Regions from separate parts of the Rattus norvegicus genome. Here all the other regions are linked to region 2. Evidence: chromatin contacts called from public Hi-C data. All regions are on one chromosome and are shown on one strand. The core of a region is the stretch at or near the end of the contact, and the rest is flanking DNA. Distances in the headings are between cores, read along the strand shown. Region 1 overlaps LOC120097505. Region 2 holds the start of Zfp703 (zinc finger protein 703). Region 3 holds the start of LOC120097505.

Region 1 (2,903 bases), core at 338-2,837, 200 kb before region 2:
AGAGGAGCAGTCCTGTCCAGTTTTCTATCTTTCAAATGTGATGGCTCAGTGGCTAAGAATACTAGTAGCTCTTCCAGAGGACCCACATTCGACTCCCAGAACTCATGCTGCAGCTCACGACCCTCTGGAACTCCATTTGGAGAAGATCCAATGTCGCCTTCTGACCTCCATGGACGCCGGGCCTGCAAGTGGTGCACAGACACATAGGCAGACTCTCACATTAAAGAAAGTAAAAATAATTTACAAAAGCAGGCACCAGCAAGTAAGAAGTTAGAAGACATTATAATAGCACCAATATCAAAAATCACACACCCAAGTAAGAGTGTCTTCCCTTTGCATACTATTTTAGAAACAAGAAAGCAGGTTCAGAATGCCTCTTAGTGTTACCCAAGCACCCAGGTTATACACACACCCAGAACAAGACTGTTCAGTGTGCATGGTTAAGTCTGGATCACATTCATCCATTCTCGGCATATCTAGTGGTGATGAGGTTGTCTCTATCCCAGCCGTCCATGCTCCATCCCCATCTTCCACATGTGGATGGCTGTGTCACTATCACGTGCTAATCAGGATGCTTTACCCACCACACCGCATGAAGATTTACCATACACATGAAGACACTAAGGACTGTGACCACGAGATTAAAAACACAGCCGCTCTTCCCCAGCTGTGGCTCACATCCTGGAAGCATTCTGACTAGTTTACATAGTGGGTGTGCCTACCTCCCAAGAAAGCTTAGGAGAGTCTCTCCAAGAGTCCTGAAAATGCCTTAAAGGTAGGCTACCAGCGTAGCTCAAAGGTAGAGTACTGTCTAGGTTGTACAAAGTCCTGGGCTCAATCCCAGCACTATAAAAAACAAACAAAGAAAAAAACAAAAAAAAATGGCTTAAGAGAAGAACCGTGAGTAGAACCGATACATCTCTACTTTCCTGGGTAACTTCCCTTAGGATTTGTTTCAGTATCTATTATGGAAAGTAGCCCATATCTGATGGAAAACTCCATCATAACAGATATGGTTCTTATGCCGTGGGGACACAAGCATGAAGTTTCCCTGAATTAAATGGTGCTTCTAGAACATTTCCTCCCAGCAGAAGCATCTAGAACATTCCAAGGAGTGAGCTAAGAGATACCCATGCCCCTCCCATCACCAGCGTGGCTTTGAGATTTCCCCACTCTTGCCTAGGTCAGACCCATGTACCCTCTGCACATCTAGGAGTACAAGAAAGATGTCATTTGTAGGCCTGGCCCCATATAGTTCCATGAGTGCGGATAGCTTCCAAAGCCAGGGCCTCTGTCCCGCAGCCTGAGGAAGAAGCCAAGAGCAACCTGACAGCACCCTGGTAGAGAGCAAGTCCCTGTCAGCGGGGCCTGGGGCAGCCCAGCTAGGTTTGTCTCTCACTCCGACTCCTCATCTGCAGAGCATGTGGGTTCTCATGGCCTTATCTGCCAGATGGCTCCCAGAGGGGATGATTTATTAGGTGCAGAAAGCTCGCTGATAAATTTTACTGCAAGTCCCCGGCAGAAGACTGGGGGTAGCAAGAGCCCAGCACAGGCAGCTCTAATGGAAAGTGCCGTCACCAAAGAGCAAAGCATTATTTATGACTGTCTGTACTGCCGTTCGGGGGAAATTCATCATCGCCTCTCTGTTCCGTGCATGTGGGGACAGCGGCACTTGGAGGGGGGGAGGAGAGCAGGTGGGGAACAGAGCGTCACTGGGAATCTGCCAGTAGAGATCGAGGCCATATTTTCCCTGGGTGACCCAAGTCCCCTTGTCAAGCTCTGACCTACAAGTCCCCTCACTGCCCAGCTGCTCCCCCACAATCATCTCCACCCCCACCCTCTGCCATTAAAACAGAGCAGGGAGACAAATGGGGACTCCAACCTCTCTCTCTCTCTCTCTCTCTCTCTCTCTCTCTCTCTCTCTCTCTCTCTCTGTAGATTCTTGAACATCTGCCCAAGTAAGAATGCCCCTGTGTGGAAGCAGAGGGTCAGATCAAATGACCATTCTGGTCCTCCATAGCTTAGGGCAGGAAAGGGGGCATTTGACTCAACTACTGCCGAAAAGAATGGAGCTGTGGAGCAGGACAGTGACCCTACCCGTGTCACTGCAGTCAGAAGCCTGCAGCTCTAGAGGCTGGAGTCCCTGGTGGGCCTTAAACTGCTTTCTCTCCAAATGCCCAGCCCAGAGTGACGCCTACGACAGAACTCTGCCCCCATAGCCCACTGTATTGCAGCCTAGACTAGATAGAGACATCGGGAGCGGGGAACCTCTCCTAGCCTTTTAGCTGGTCCCCTTCCTGCCATGGGAACGGGTGAGATCCCAAGCCTTGTCCTTTCTTTGTGTGGATACGGAGCAGTTAAGAGAGCCTTGCCTTTGAACTACTCACATGTAGTTCAGTCTGTCTCCGCCATCTAAATAAGTGCTCCTTGAAGACATGCTGTGTGTCCCGTTCCCTCTCTTGCTCATCCCTAGTAAAGCTCCTGACACCATAGCATTGATGAATGCTTGATACTAAAGTGACGCCAGTAGACCCAGATAGACTGGGGTGACATCCCCCATGTGTTTTCAGGTGTCGGTCACCACGCTGGTATTCAAAGAATTGCAGAGGGCCTTGTCTCCACCCATGTATCACCTACCATGGCATAGAACCACACAAAGACTCAGGAGGGCTGGTCCCCAGTAGGCAGCAGTCACAAACACTCTTTGAGGACGTAACATGGTCCCAGGTAGACTCCACTGTTCACACGACGATTCCAGTCTGTCACTCTGTTCACGTCTGTACAGATTGGTACTCTAGAAAGGGCAAGGACAAGGAAACCTGTTCCTCATAAGAAGGCATCTATGGGAACATCACAGTGAGATCTGAGTTCGAGAACAATGATCCTCTATGGGTGGGTTCTGT
Region 2 (2,787 bases), core at 243-2,742:
AAAAACCGTGGGTCAGCACCACGCACTCAGAACCACATAGTCCTGGGCAACACAAACACAATACAAAGACAGAACTTGATGGTCAGAGTGACTGAGAAATCACAACTGGAAAGTGGTATTCAAAAGGAATGGCGACACCAGCGCGCCTCCACTGGCCACTGAGGGCATGCAAAAGTGGTCACTCCAGAGCTGGGACACAAAGCACCATTCTCAGCTTATTGAGACAAGAATCTAGAACTTTACGGTCAGGTCCATGACTATGTAAAAATTAAAAAAAAAAAATCTCTGACAAGTGTAAATACATACTTTTTCCGGAAGGCTTGGGGGAATCCGAGAGGGTACTGTTATTATCAATAAAAAAAAAAGTTTTATTTCGAAGTTTCCCTGGGGGAAAAACCAAGAGCAGTCTCTGGAGTTTGTATCACTCTGCAGTGCTGAGACACCCCCCCCTCCTCTAGGATACCGGCCTCTACTTTGATGCGACTCCTAACCACGTCGCCGCCGCCAAGCAGCAGCTCGTCACAGCAGGGTGAGGTAGCTTTACGACTTTAAACGGGACAAGAACCCTGAAACACACCTAAACACGATCAATAATTCAGGGCGCCCCCGGGGCGTCCCAGGAGCTTTGAGGCAGCGCTCCTTGCCAAGGGAGGCAACCTTCAACCACGCTTCACCTAGACCATCCCTCCTGGAAGGGAGTCTTTCAATTTGCAGTCTGACTGGACAAGCTCAAAGTAGTTGGAAGGGTCCAGGCAGCGCCCAGGGAATAGTGGATGCCCCCAAGGCTTCGGTGCTTCCAAGTGAACACATCCGGGAGAAGCCAATTAGGGGAAAGAGAACCGGCCGAAGCAGCTCGGAGAACCGGCCGAGCTCCCGAGGCGTAGTCCGCCCCCAGGCGGCCCCGGGGAGAGGCTTGGATCCTAGGACCGGAGCAGGCGCCGTGCGTTCCCACTCCGGTCTCCACCCTAGACACTAGTGGGAAGCAGCGGGCAACAGGAGAGCCAGCGCAGGAGAGGGCGCAGAGCCCGTGTCCAGAAGTCCCATCCCTTGTGTGACCCGTTGGCTAGGGCAGCTGGGCACAACCCGCAAAGGAAAGCGGATCCAGCGCGCGGCGAAGGCCGGGAGGCGGCGACGGGCTAGGGCGCTTTAAGACTCTCCCCGCCCACCGGCGGCGCCCGCCTCCGCCCTCCGCTCTCCCCGCCCCGGGGTCCGGGAGAGAGCTGCGATTGGGCGGGCGCGGCGATCCCTTTGAAGTGTGGCTGCAGATCGCGGCTATTTGACGTGCAGCTCGCGGAAGGCGAAGGTTTTTGTGTTGCTCGCCTGGGCTAGCGGCGGCGGCGGCGGCGGCGGCGGCGGCGGCGGCGGCGGCGGCGGCGGCGGTGGAGGAGGGGAGGCGGCACGGAGGCGCAGCGGCTGCTGCACGGCGTTCGACGCAGCGGAGCGAGCCCACCCGCCCCCGGAGCTCGCCTCCCGGAGCTTCCCCTCCCTCCCCGCCCCCCCAGTGGCGCTGCCTCCTCCAAATGAGCGATTCGCCCGCTGGATCTAACCCAAGGACACCCGAAAGCAGCGGCAGCGGCGGCAGCGGCGGCGGCGGGAAGAGGCCGGCGGTGCCGGCAGTGGTGTCCCTCCTGCCCCCGGCGGACCCCCTGCGCCAGGCGAACCGGCTCCCTATCAGGGTCCTGAAGATGCTGAGCGCTCACACCGGTCACCTCCTGCACCCGGAGTACCTGCAACCGCTGTCCTCCACTCCCGTCAGCCCCATTGAGGTCAGTCTCCCGGCGCTGCCCACCTAGAACTGAACCCACTCCTCCACCCATGCTGGGCCCTTGGCTCTGCTCCCTGCCCCCCCCGCCCCCAGTAGCTCAGTGGGACGAGAGGCCCGAAGCTGGCCACGCTGGCGGAGCTCCTGAGGAGGGACGGAAGGCAGGAATCAGACCCCTCCAGGTTCTCCCTAGACTCCTGGGTGGAAGGTTTTTGCCCACTCGCCCTTTGGAGCTGCATGTTTTCTATAGGGCTGGATTTGCTCTTGTGGTGCCCAGAGTCCTTTACTTTTTCTGTGGCCCCTTAGAGTCCTGTCCAAAGACTGCTTCTGGACCTCCCTCGCCTCCACCCCGATCTGTTCTCTTGGAAGCCAGAGGTGTCCCTCTGCATCTTCCGCGGCCTGGTGGGGCACAGTGCAGAAAACCAGGCACTCGCGATCCTGGGTCTTTCTTCACCCTACTTCTCAGGGTGTCCTCCCTGGGAGGGAGGGAGGGAGGGAGGGAGAGAGGGAATGAGAGAGGGAGGGGCTACTCACAGGGCCAACTGCGGCTCTGCCTTTAGAAGGCGCCTCTCCCTACTCTTACCCCGAGCGCCATCACCAGAAACCCGTCCCAAACGAAGTTCTCCCAAACTAAAGGCTTAAGTTTTTCCCTGGGCCAAAAAGATGGGAAAATTAGATTAAAAAGGGGGGAGAATCACCACCCCGATTACAGCGAAGTCATCTTTATCTGGGAGGGCCGTTGTTGAGTCGTTTCTCCTGCGCGCCAGCGCCCATGACACACTCAGGGACTAACCCACAAGGCTAGTGCCATTCTGCCCAGCTGCTCCGCCAGAGCCAGGCCCTCTTTGGGTGACCCTCTTCTCTAGGCCCCCGTCATTCCCCCGGTGCCTGACTCTGCCTCCCTGCGCACTTGGTGGGTCTCCTATTCTCACCGTCTTCTCATTCCCCCTTGCCACTGTCTCCCGCAGCTGGACGCCAAGAAGAGTCCTTTGGCTCTGCTAGCCCAGACCTGCTCGCAGATCGGC
Region 3 (2,762 bases), core at 50-2,549, 150 kb before region 2:
TAGTAGTCTTTTTGCCTTCCCGCCTGAGGTGACTGTCACATTTGCCATTGATATGCCCCTGAACTTCCCAGCTTCAGCGCTGACAGACAAACGGCCTTCTATTTTATAAAGCTATCCAGCACCAGGCATTCTGTTAAAGTAGCAAGAAAAAAAAAATCCTGTTTTACTGTTGAAGACCTGGGACTTAAACTGGGTTTATTCATTCTCTCCCCCAACCCCTGCAAAAAATTATAATAATTGTACAAAGAATGCACGGGGACACCAGTGTCTAGCTGCACGTGTCTTCTTCCTTCCGACTAGTTCACTAAGCTGTGCCCCCATTGTTCTCTGCTCTCTTCCCTGGTCCTCACCTGCCTCACACCCACTTATATCATCTAATCCATCCTGAAAGACCTGAAGTACCCTTCGCCCGCCTAAATCCAGACTGAGTCTTAGTCCCCTGCACACCTTCCTCTCTTCTGGATCCCGAGGGTCCCTGTGGCCTCTGTAGTCATACCCATCTGATTTCATCCTGCTCGCCTGTGGCAGCTCCTCCCTCACTATTTCCCGACAGTGAGGTGCAGGGTGACGGCTGAGGCCAGGGCCCAGCCTTGCTGCTGAGGTAGTTGATGGCCTTGGGCGAGTTACTCAAGCTCTTTAAGTCTGTTTCCTTAGCCTGTCAGTTGGAAATAAAAGGGTTATTGTGGAGATCGGATGAGAGCATGCCTGGCACATGAAAGGCACTCTATGAACATGCCCATCAATATAATGACAGCTGTTGTCAGCAGCAACCCTGTGAAGGGAGCCGCGTGTTCAAAGCCTTGGCCACGGCAGATCCTTAAGGGCTGTTGTTCCACTCAGTTCCTGATGATCTCAATGACGGTAGACAGCCTTTCAGTGCCGTGTACTCATAGTCCTTAAAGAATTACATTTATTTGATGGCATTTAAAACAAATGGGTGGGGTGAGAGGATTCCAACATGCTTCAGACAGGGCATCTCGAAGACCAAGACAGGGACTCAGAGGCCAGTCACAACCCAAGCAAGTCGTCCTCAGCCTCCCCAAAGGAAGGGAGCCTGGCTGCTCACCCCTTTTTGGCTTCATGGTCTCTACCCTACGGACAGTTCCCTCTCTTGGCAGTCAGGGGAACCTTCTCAAAGTACCAGTCCATTCTCCTACTAGCGTCAGCCAAGGAAGCTCCAGGAGAGACAGTGTGGAGAGAGAAAGAGAAGCACGTGGGGCCCATCACTGAAAGTCTATTCTAGGATGCACGTGGCTCCTCTGTAGAACACTTGCCTAGGATGAGCAAGGCCCTGGATAGGATCCCCAGAATTGCAAATCATATTAATAGACATTAGTAAGAATAGGAAATTAAATGGATACATTTCTTTCTGGTGCCAAGTCTCCTCCCACAGTCCCACCAAGCCCCTCCCATCTTGTATGTGGTCACCTGGAAGCTAATATGTGGAAGCCCTTGGCAGCTCAGAGCATCTCCCCAGCCACAACACCTCTGGCTGTCTCTCTATGCCTATCACCCATCCAACCCAGCTCCTTTCAGCCATCGTGGGGACAACTGGAAATGAGGCAATAAGGAAGCCCGAGAGCTCACCAAGAGCTTGCTTCAAAGGGAAGAAGAGCCTTCAGCATCCCTCCTCTGAAAAACAAAAACAAAAACCATAGGAGGTTTGAAAAGAAGGAACGATGAAGACCTTTTACAGAGAGAAGGGCCAGTATTCTGCTAACTGTTATCAAAGGCCTGTATCCCATTCTTGCTTCCGTTTGCTTCATAAATCTATACTTCGACAAAGTGAAAGAAGAGATGTCTTCAAGGGCCAAGCATGAAGATAGAAACCCAACAAGGGGTCCACATCAGAGGCCTCTGGAGGCGAAGGGCCAGACAGGCACCAGGGAAGCCGCAAGAAACATTTGCGGACCTGTGCCAAGCACAGCCAGAAGCTTCCCGACTCTACATTGACCTGGAAGCCATTTTTGCAGTTGGCAGGGTCATCTGGCCCTTGGAAACAAGTACCAAGCTTAGATGGGACTAAGTAATGCTTTCCTGTACCTGGAAGGTAGGATAAGAAAGCCAGAAAGTGAGCAAAACTATCTCTCAGGGCCACTGGAGCAAGGGAGAGCACACTTGGAGAGGAGGCCTGGGGCCATCTGTCCCCAAGTAGAACAGTGACTAGAAGAAGCCTCCCTTTGCCCCCAGTACCCTCAGAAGAGGGTTGGGACGTTCAGACAGAACAATTCAAGATGCTGATGAATCCACCTCCATCCAGGTGTAGCCTCCATGGGACAGTGGGGCCATTTGTTGGGCTCTGTGAATTACTTATTAAGTCTAGATCCTGGTGAATGACTCTTGGTTTCCTTTGTATTAGGGATTCAAGCCCCCCACACACACACCCCCAGACACACACACAGGCACCATAGGAGACGGGAGGAGTCAAACCCCTGAAATGAAGTCTATCTGGGGCTCTCAAATGGCACAGTCTGTGCTTGGGGAAATGTCACTGCTTGGCTGGGAACATGGAGCACTGGCAGGCAGGGAGAGGCAGAGAACGGAACCGAATTTAGGAGTGACTGGAAGGTCGACAAGAAAGAAAAGCCAACGCACAGCATATATACATAGAAACAAGCAGCACTTCTGAGCCTGGCTGCAGCTCTTGCAGAGCACCGACAGTGCCTCCGGGCTTGAAGTTCTTGCAGTTCCACATGGTCTGTACTAGATGAGACCCACACCAGGCTTGTTCCTGGGCGTCCACCTTTGTCTCTGTTTATTCC

The links. A called contact is a pair of places that touch in the nucleus more often than the background predicts.
Region 1: a contact with region 2 is called in a Hi-C map of psoas muscle, with 2.6 times the contacts expected there. The contact joins the enhancer-like site here to the promoter of Zfp703 in region 2. A contact is called at or near these places in 1 of 12 Hi-C or Micro-C datasets (psoas muscle) and 1 of 1 datasets of contacts at active chromatin or transcription factors (oligodendrocytes).
Region 3: a Hi-C map of psoas muscle shows a contact between it and region 2, with 2.6 times the contacts expected there. The contact joins the promoter of LOC120097505 here to the promoter of Zfp703 in region 2. A contact is called at or near these places in 3 of 12 Hi-C or Micro-C datasets (frontal cortex, mammary epithelial cells and psoas muscle).

Annotation. Positions count from the first base shown.
Region 1 is chr16:71,980,740-71,983,642 of GRCr8, reverse strand. The region is part of intron 3 of LOC120097505; the gene reads right to left. Among named protein-coding and RNA genes, the nearest start is that of Rpl21l3, 160 kb to the right of the region's middle. Within about 2 kb of position 1,587, at least 4 of the 93 cell types and tissues checked have an H3K27ac peak or open chromatin away from gene starts, as enhancers often do.
Region 2 is chr16:71,782,215-71,785,001 of GRCr8, reverse strand. It overlaps Zfp703 (zinc finger protein 703), which reads left to right and starts at 1,492. Exons shown (of 2, transcript NM_001109425.2): 1 at 1,492-1,766; 2 at 2,731-2,787. The coding sequence starts at 1,521.
Region 3 is chr16:71,932,647-71,935,408 of GRCr8, reverse strand. LOC120097505 reads right to left here and starts at 1,299. Exons shown (of 6, transcript XM_063275894.1): 1 at 1-1,299.